2 separate regions of the Sus scrofa genome follow, and region 1 is linked to region 2. The links are chromatin contacts, called in public HiChIP or PLAC-seq maps. All regions are on one chromosome and are shown on one strand. Each heading gives the region's core, a stretch centred on a gene start, on an enhancer-like site or on the middle of the called end of the contact. The rest is flanking DNA. Distances are from core to core; before and after follow the strand shown.

What was found. HiChIP or PLAC-seq counts read pairs in DNA pulled down with a chosen protein or histone mark.
Region 1: a contact with region 2 is called in an H3K27ac HiChIP or PLAC-seq map of alveolar macrophages. The contact joins two enhancer-like sites. A contact is called at or near these places in 2 of 2 datasets of contacts at active chromatin or transcription factors (alveolar macrophages and skeletal muscle).

The regions. Positions count from the first base shown.
Region 1 is chr7:68,327,267-68,330,843 of Sscrofa11.1, forward strand. The region is part of intron 2 of HECTD1 (E3 ubiquitin-protein ligase HECTD1); the gene reads left to right. Among named protein-coding and RNA genes, the nearest start is that of HECTD1, 11 kb to the left of the region's middle. Within about 2 kb of position 1,720, at least 2 of the 83 cell types and tissues checked have an H3K27ac peak or open chromatin away from gene starts, as enhancers often do. A contact at or near this core is called in alveolar macrophages, where this site is marked.
Region 2 is chr7:68,174,687-68,178,272 of Sscrofa11.1, forward strand. HEATR5A (HEAT repeat-containing protein 5A) reads left to right here. Exons shown (of 38, transcript XM_021099894.1): 7 at 1,358-1,518. Among named protein-coding and RNA genes, the nearest start is that of HEATR5A, 33 kb to the left of the region's middle. Within about 2 kb of position 1,530, at least 14 of the 83 cell types and tissues checked have an H3K27ac peak or open chromatin away from gene starts, as enhancers often do. A contact at or near this core is called in alveolar macrophages, where this site is marked.

The sequences.
Region 1 (3,577 bases), core at 470-2,969, 150 kb after region 2:
GAAGTGCTTTACGCTTACTTCCCATTTCCTTAAGTAGAGCATTAGAAAGATATGTATTCAAAAGTTGAGATTTTGTAAAATAAATTTTTTTTTTGCCTCATCAAGGTTATTTTGTAGTGAAACTGGTTCCCCCCACCCCCATGCTAGAGCTTGGCAGGGAAGAATATGATTACTGGTGATTCCTTGATTCATGCTAAAGCACCAGCAGTTTTATCCATCAATGCTTTTGCATCACAGTGCACATGTCAATACAGGGAAGAAAGATTCAAGAAGAGAAAGGACATTTGTGTTGAATACTGGTGAGAGGTCAAGAAGGGTGAAGACTAAAATGTGTCCTTCAGATTTAGCAGTGTTCTCAAGGACATTGATCATAGTGAGAGCTGGGTAGAGTTGTTTGATGGGCAGATTTGAATGGGTTGAAGAGTAACATGAAGAATTGGAGATGGAGTGTGGAAAGCTTTTTTGAGAAGTTAGATTGGAATGAGAGTGTGGGGCTTTTTATTTTAAAGGTCAAAGATTTAGGAGAGATAATGGATAATCCTTAGTGTAAGGATTCTGAGAAATTGAAAGAGAATTGGCTATTGTCAAGAGCAGTGCTTTTTATTTTTTATTTTGGCTGTGCCTGTGGCATGTTGAAGTTCCTGGGCCAGGGATCAAACCCATGCGAGCTGCTGCAGTGACAATGCTATATCCTTAACCAGCTGTGCCCCAAGGGAACTCCAAGAGAGCAGTGCTTTTTAGACTTTAATGTGCTTGATGTGAATCATCTTTTAGTTTATGCTTTGTGTGCTTGCTGACCATGTCATTAAATCTTTGAATTCCTCAGAGCCTAGTACTGTTTTGCTCATCTTTCTCTCCTGCCTTCAACACCTAGCATGAAGGTATTCAGTAGCTATTTGTTGAATGAATTACAGTCAAGTTTGTGTGTGTATTTTATTTATTTATTTATTTATTTAAGCCAAGCCCCTAGCATGTGAAAGTTCCTGGCCAGGGATCAAACCTGTACCACAGCAGCAACTCCACCTGCTGCAGTGACAATACCAGATCCTTAACCCTCTGAGCCACAAGAGAACTCCCAAGTTTGTGTATTTCAAATGGGAGGAAAGCAAGTCTACATATTAGAATTTGACTTACTCCTTTTTTTTTGAGGATGAAGACTGTAGTTTTTTAAAAAGCTGTTATGCCAGGAGTTATTTTTATTTTTCTAGAAGTTATTTTTAGTTAAGCAATATAAACTGCTAAGTCTGGAAGCAGGCACAAATGGAATAAAAGATAAAATGGATCAAAGAATTTTATTTATCTTCAGAATTTCAAATTAATCTTTTACATTTAAATTTTTTAGTTTTTTTTAATAAAATGTGCTCAATTTAGATCTATACTCAGTAATACCACCACTACTGATAACTTGCTTTAGTTAAAAAATTAAACTTCTTTATATTGTAAACCCTCTGAAATCTTGGACCAAGTCCAAATGATATAATCTGAAAAAAGCATATGGTAGTAATAGTATAGAGACTATTCCAGTTCCCAAGGGAAATTCTTGTAAACTTATGAAACTTGTTCTTGTTTTAAGTTACTTAATCTCTACTTCCATTAGGGAAGGATTCTTTTGTCATTGCAGGTAGCGTTTTGGAAACTGTTGCTTAAATTGGATTCATCCGAAGATCCTTTTTTTTTTTGACTGGGGCATGTGGAAGTTCCTGGGCCAGCTGTCTGACCCAAGCCATCACAGTAACCTGAGTCATAGCAGTGACCATGCCTAGTTCCTAACCCCTAGGCCATCAGGGAACTCTTGAAGATTCTTCTTAATATCATTTGTGTGGTTGACTGGTCTCACAGTAGTTCTGTATAGACTGACTCTGTAAATTGGTATTATAGTAGAGTACTGGGTTTAATATATAAAAATAATTTCTAACTGTAAAGTAAGAGGTAAATATTTTGCAAGTTTAAAATTTTTAATAGCTCTTTAATTGCAATGCATCTAAACTTTTGTAGATGTATTCTTTTAGCACTATTCAGGGACGACTGTGTTTGTTAAATGTATGCTATTTATTTTCTCTTAAATTTATTTAAATTACATATGGATTTTGGTAAATGCATGGAGTTGTGTAACCACCACCATACTTGAAATTCAGAATAGTTCCCTCATCCCCCAAAATTACTTATAAGTTTTTTCTTTGAAGTTAAACCCTCTCCCAACCCCAGTGCCTGGCAGCCAGTGGTCTTTTATCTGTTGCTATAGTCTTGCCTTTTCTAGAATGTTATGTAAATAGAATCATTATACTTTATTTTTTCCCCCATTTTTTTAAAGTTTTATTGACGTATGGTTGATTTCAAATAATGGGTAAGCTTTTGAGTCTAGCTTCTTGGAGCATATTACCTTTGAGAGTCATCTAGGTTAATATGTGTATAATGGTATTGTCCTTTTAATTGCTAAGTAGTATTTCATTTTATGGATATACTATAGATGATTTATTGATTCACCTCTTGAAAGACATTTGGGTTTTTCTAATTTTGATAATTATGACCAAAATTGCTATAATCATTAGCATGCAGATTTCTGTGTAAGTTTGAGTTTTTATTTCTTCAGAAATTCTTTAAATCTGACAAGATAGAGAAATTGACAAACTGATTTTAAAATTTATATGGAAGTGTAAAGTATCTAGGTTAGCCAAAACATAAAGTATAAGGTTGGAGGACTAATAATAATGTATTTCAGTTCTTATACAGCTATGGTAGTCAAACAGTATAGTATTAGTATAAAGGTAAATGAGTCAATGAAATGGAACAGAGACTGATTCACACATACCTGGACAATTTATTTCAGCAAAGATTCAACGACAGTCAGTGGGAAAAGGATTTTTTTTCATGCTCCTGGAACAATTGGCTGTCCATATGCAAAAAATAAAAATACCTTTATCCATTCCCCACACCATATACAAAAACATATTCAAAAGGAGTCATAGACCTAAACATAAAACCAAAAGCTATTAAACCTATAGAAGAAAACATAGGAGAAATTCTTTGTGACTCTAGGTTAAGCATATATTTGTAAATAAACATCGAAAGCACAATCTGTGAAATGATAAATCGATATATTTGACAATTTTTACTACTAATTCAGTTTCTGCAATAGAGAACTGCTCAGGTTACTCTTAAGTGAATTGTAGTAGTATATCTTTCAAGGAGTTGGTCTATTTAATATATATTAAAATTCATGGACATTGTGTTGTTTTAGTATTTCTTTCTTTTTTTTTTTTTTTTTTTTTGGGCCACACTTGCGGCCTGCAGAAGTCCTGGGCCAGGGATTGAACCTGTGCCATAGCAGTGACCCAAAGCCACAACAGTGACAGCATCAGATCCTTAACCATTAGGCCACCAGGGAACTCCAAGATTAAGTTTTCTTGATGAATCGACCCTTCAGTCATTATGTAATGTTCCTCTTTATCTCTGGTAGTTTTTCCTGTTAAAATATACTTACTTTGTCATAAATGTAGCCAACCAAGCTTTTCTTTTGATAGTGTTTGTTTGGTGTATCTGTTTAACATTGTTTTATTTTAACAAGTATATATCATTA
Region 2 (3,586 bases), core at 280-2,779:
GATTCTCCGCTGGCACCTTACTTTACTCATCCCTTTGTTATAATGATCTACAAAATCCTGTGTCCTCTGCTCTCTCCCCACACATGCATGGCCTGTCTCCCACTAGAGTGTTCCACAGTTCTGTCCATATTGCTCTGGTTGAACTCACTAGGCATAAAGAAGGTACCTGCTGTATTTTTTCGTGACTTTTATCACTGTCTAGCTTACTGTATACTTAGTCATTTGTTAGGTTTGTAATTGTCTTTTCTTCCTAGAATTTATGATCCGCAAGGACATGGACTTTGTATTATCCACTAATGTTTCTCTCCCAAGTGCCAATATAGATTTTTATCTGTTTCAGGAGGTTATCTCCTCTTTACACTGAGGAGTAGATTTTTTGTTCATAACTTAACAGAATTTTATTTCTCTGCTATGTAAGATTCAGGTCTGTAATAGGGGTGAGAGGTTATAACCATCACTTTTTGAGAAGAATGAAAGGAAGAAAATGGACTCTTTTTTTAAAAAAAGGAGACTTTATTCCCTAGTGACAGGAAGAAACTAAGCTGTGTCAAACTGAAGACAGATTTAAAACATTCTAACTAGACTCTTAATTTTTGCAGCCTATGGGCCGACTGAGCAGTTTTAGTAATATTTAGACTTGATTTCTTCAGGGACTGAGGATATAAGCAAAAGTTGTTGTTGAGAGTTATTAAAAGACAGGACATGGTGGTTTCTTTATATAAGTCTCATTAAAAGTTACAGACCATTTAGAAAAATAAAATTGGGAGTTCCCATCCTGACTCAGAGGATGAATCTGACTGGTATCTGTGAGGAAGCAGGTTCGATCCCTGGCCTTTCTCAGTGGGTTAAGGATCTGGTGTTGCCGTGAGCTGTGGTGTAGGTCACAGACGTGGCTCAGATCCTGCGTGGCTGTGTCTGTGACGTAGGCCAGCACCTGCAGCTCCAATTTGACCCCTAGCCTGGGAACCTCCATGTCCCTCGAGTTTGTCCCTAAAAAGACAAAAAAAAAAAGGAAGAAAATCATGATTTTGTCTTTTTAGTATCACAAGAAAATTTGCAGAACTAGGGCAGTTTGTGTTTTCCCTTTTTCGGAAGACTGTTAGCCTTTTAACTTCTTGGTGGGCAGAAGAGCAGTAGGGCATAATCTCAAAGTGGCATAGACTTTAAGAAGTCCTCTGAACCCTTGTGTGACTGTGTGTGTAAATGTGTGCAATGTCCTGTAAATTTTGCCTTGTTTAAATTTTTGGTTTATTTCCGTTTCTTTTAACGTGCTGGTCAAGACCATGCAAATCAAGATCATGCATTACCATTCAGTGTGTAAAATACGAATCATGTGTTGTTTTGTTCTTTGTTATAGCAGCCTCACGTCAGAGCATTCGCAGAGTATCTCTGGAGGAAGTTCTGGATTTACTAGGAACAGGGTTTCTCCGTGGGAGTTCAGGATTTCTTCGAGCCAGTGGAGATATGCTGAAAGGAACCAGTTCAGTCAGTAGGGATGTTCGAGTTGGAGTTACTCAGGTTAGAATCACAAATCAGTATCTAAATGTAATTCTCACTGGCCTATAATGAACGTGTTAGTATCTAACTCCAGGCAGAAGTGATACTGTGCAAGGTCATCACTTGTGCTTTCATATTTATAAATAGAACTGGTGAGGCCAAAACACTGTTAAACTAGATTACAAGGAAGAAAAATTTGTTTAAACAAAGTCAGTTATATTGTCTGTTACCCACAGTGTGTTTTCAGCTCATAAAAATGGGAGACTTTATTTTTTTAGGGCCACACCCAAGGCATATGGAGGTTCCCAGGCTAGGGGTCAAATCAGAGCTGTAGCCTACACCACAACCACAGCAACATGGGATCCGAGGCGAGTCTGAGGCCTATACCACAGCTCCTGGCAATGCTGGATCCTTAACCCACTGAGAGAGGCCAGGGATCAAACCTGCATCCTCATGGATATTAGTCACATTCGTTTGCGCTCAGCCATGACGGGAACATGGAGATTTTCATTTATTTCTTTTGAAATGCAAACATTTTTGTTGCTTGTTTCTAAACCTTGGGCTTCCATGTGTCTTGTGGTTTAACATGTTTTCCATTGTGTTTATGTGTGCTTATACAGTTGAGATTTAAGCTATTGGGTACATGTTATTTGCACAGGCAATATTATATGTCCATTTTATATGGTTTCTACTCCTAAATAAAGATTATAGCATGTAATTTATTTAAATGCTCAAATTCTTGATTCTCAACAAATTTAAAAAGTTAAATCCTAGGAGTTCCCTGGTGACTCAGCAGGTTAAGAATCTGATGTTGTCACTGCTGTGGTTAAGGTTTGATCCCTGGCCTGGGAACTTCAGCATGCCACTGGTGCAGCAAAAAAAAAAAAAAAAGGTAAACCCTGGGAAAAGGGTCTTTGATAGCGATCTTTGTATTCTTTCCTTGATTTATCTTGTTTTCTAAACTCCATCATAGATCAAAGCAAACCTATTTTTTTTTCCAAAGATTTTATCCTACCTTCTCTTACTGCCCTCAAAGCAGACCATCTGGCTCCCCACAATGCCTTAACCTGCTGTACCACAAGAGAACACCCAAACATGTATTTTTATTTATTTATTTATTTATTGTCTTTTTGCCATTTCTAGGGCCGTTCCCGTGGCATATGGAGGTCCCCAGGCTAGGGGTCAAATCGGAGCTGTAGCCACTGGCCTATGCTAGAGCCACAGAACAAGGGATCTGAGCCGAGTCTGCAACCTACACCACAGCTCTCGGCAACACCGGATCCTTAACCCACTGAGCAAGGCCAGGGATTGAACCTGCAACCTCATGGTTCCTAGTCGGATTCGTTAACCACTGAGCCGCAATGGGAACTCCCCAAACATGTATTTTTAAATTCTCATATATACTCATTGTTTTATACTGTATGATATTAGACTTAATACGAATGTAAAGTGTCTTAGCATAGTTATAAACTATGTGGGGTTTGGGGGGGGTTGTGTTTTTTGTTTTTGTTTTTGTTTTTGTTTTTTTGCCTCGTGGCATGTGGAAGTTCCTGGGCCAGGAGTCAAACCAGCACCATAACAGTGACCTAAGCTGTTGCAGTGACCACTGCTTTCTTAACCCACTGCTCCATAAGGGAATCCCATAAATTATGTGTTTATTTTTGTTTTTGGCCCCATCCACAGTATATGGGAGCTCCCAGGCTGGGGATCCAATCTAAGCCATAGCTGTATCCTACACCAAAACTGAAGCAATACAGGATCCCCAAACCACTGGGCCAGGCCAGGGATCAGACCCACACTGCTGCAGAGACAATGTTGGATCCTTAACCCACTGGACGTAAAGGTCCTAAACTCTGTGTTTTTGAAAAATATTACATGAGGGGAGTTCTTGTAGTGGCTCAGTGGTTAACGAATCTGACTAGGAACCATGAGGTTTCGGGTTCGATCCCTGGCCTCGCTCTGTGGGTTAAGGATCTGGCGTTGCCGTCAGCTGTGGTGTAGGTCGCCGATGCAGCTTGGATCTGGCATTGCTGTGGCTCTGGAGGAGGCTGGCAGCCATAGCTCTGATTAGACCCCTAGCCTGGGAATC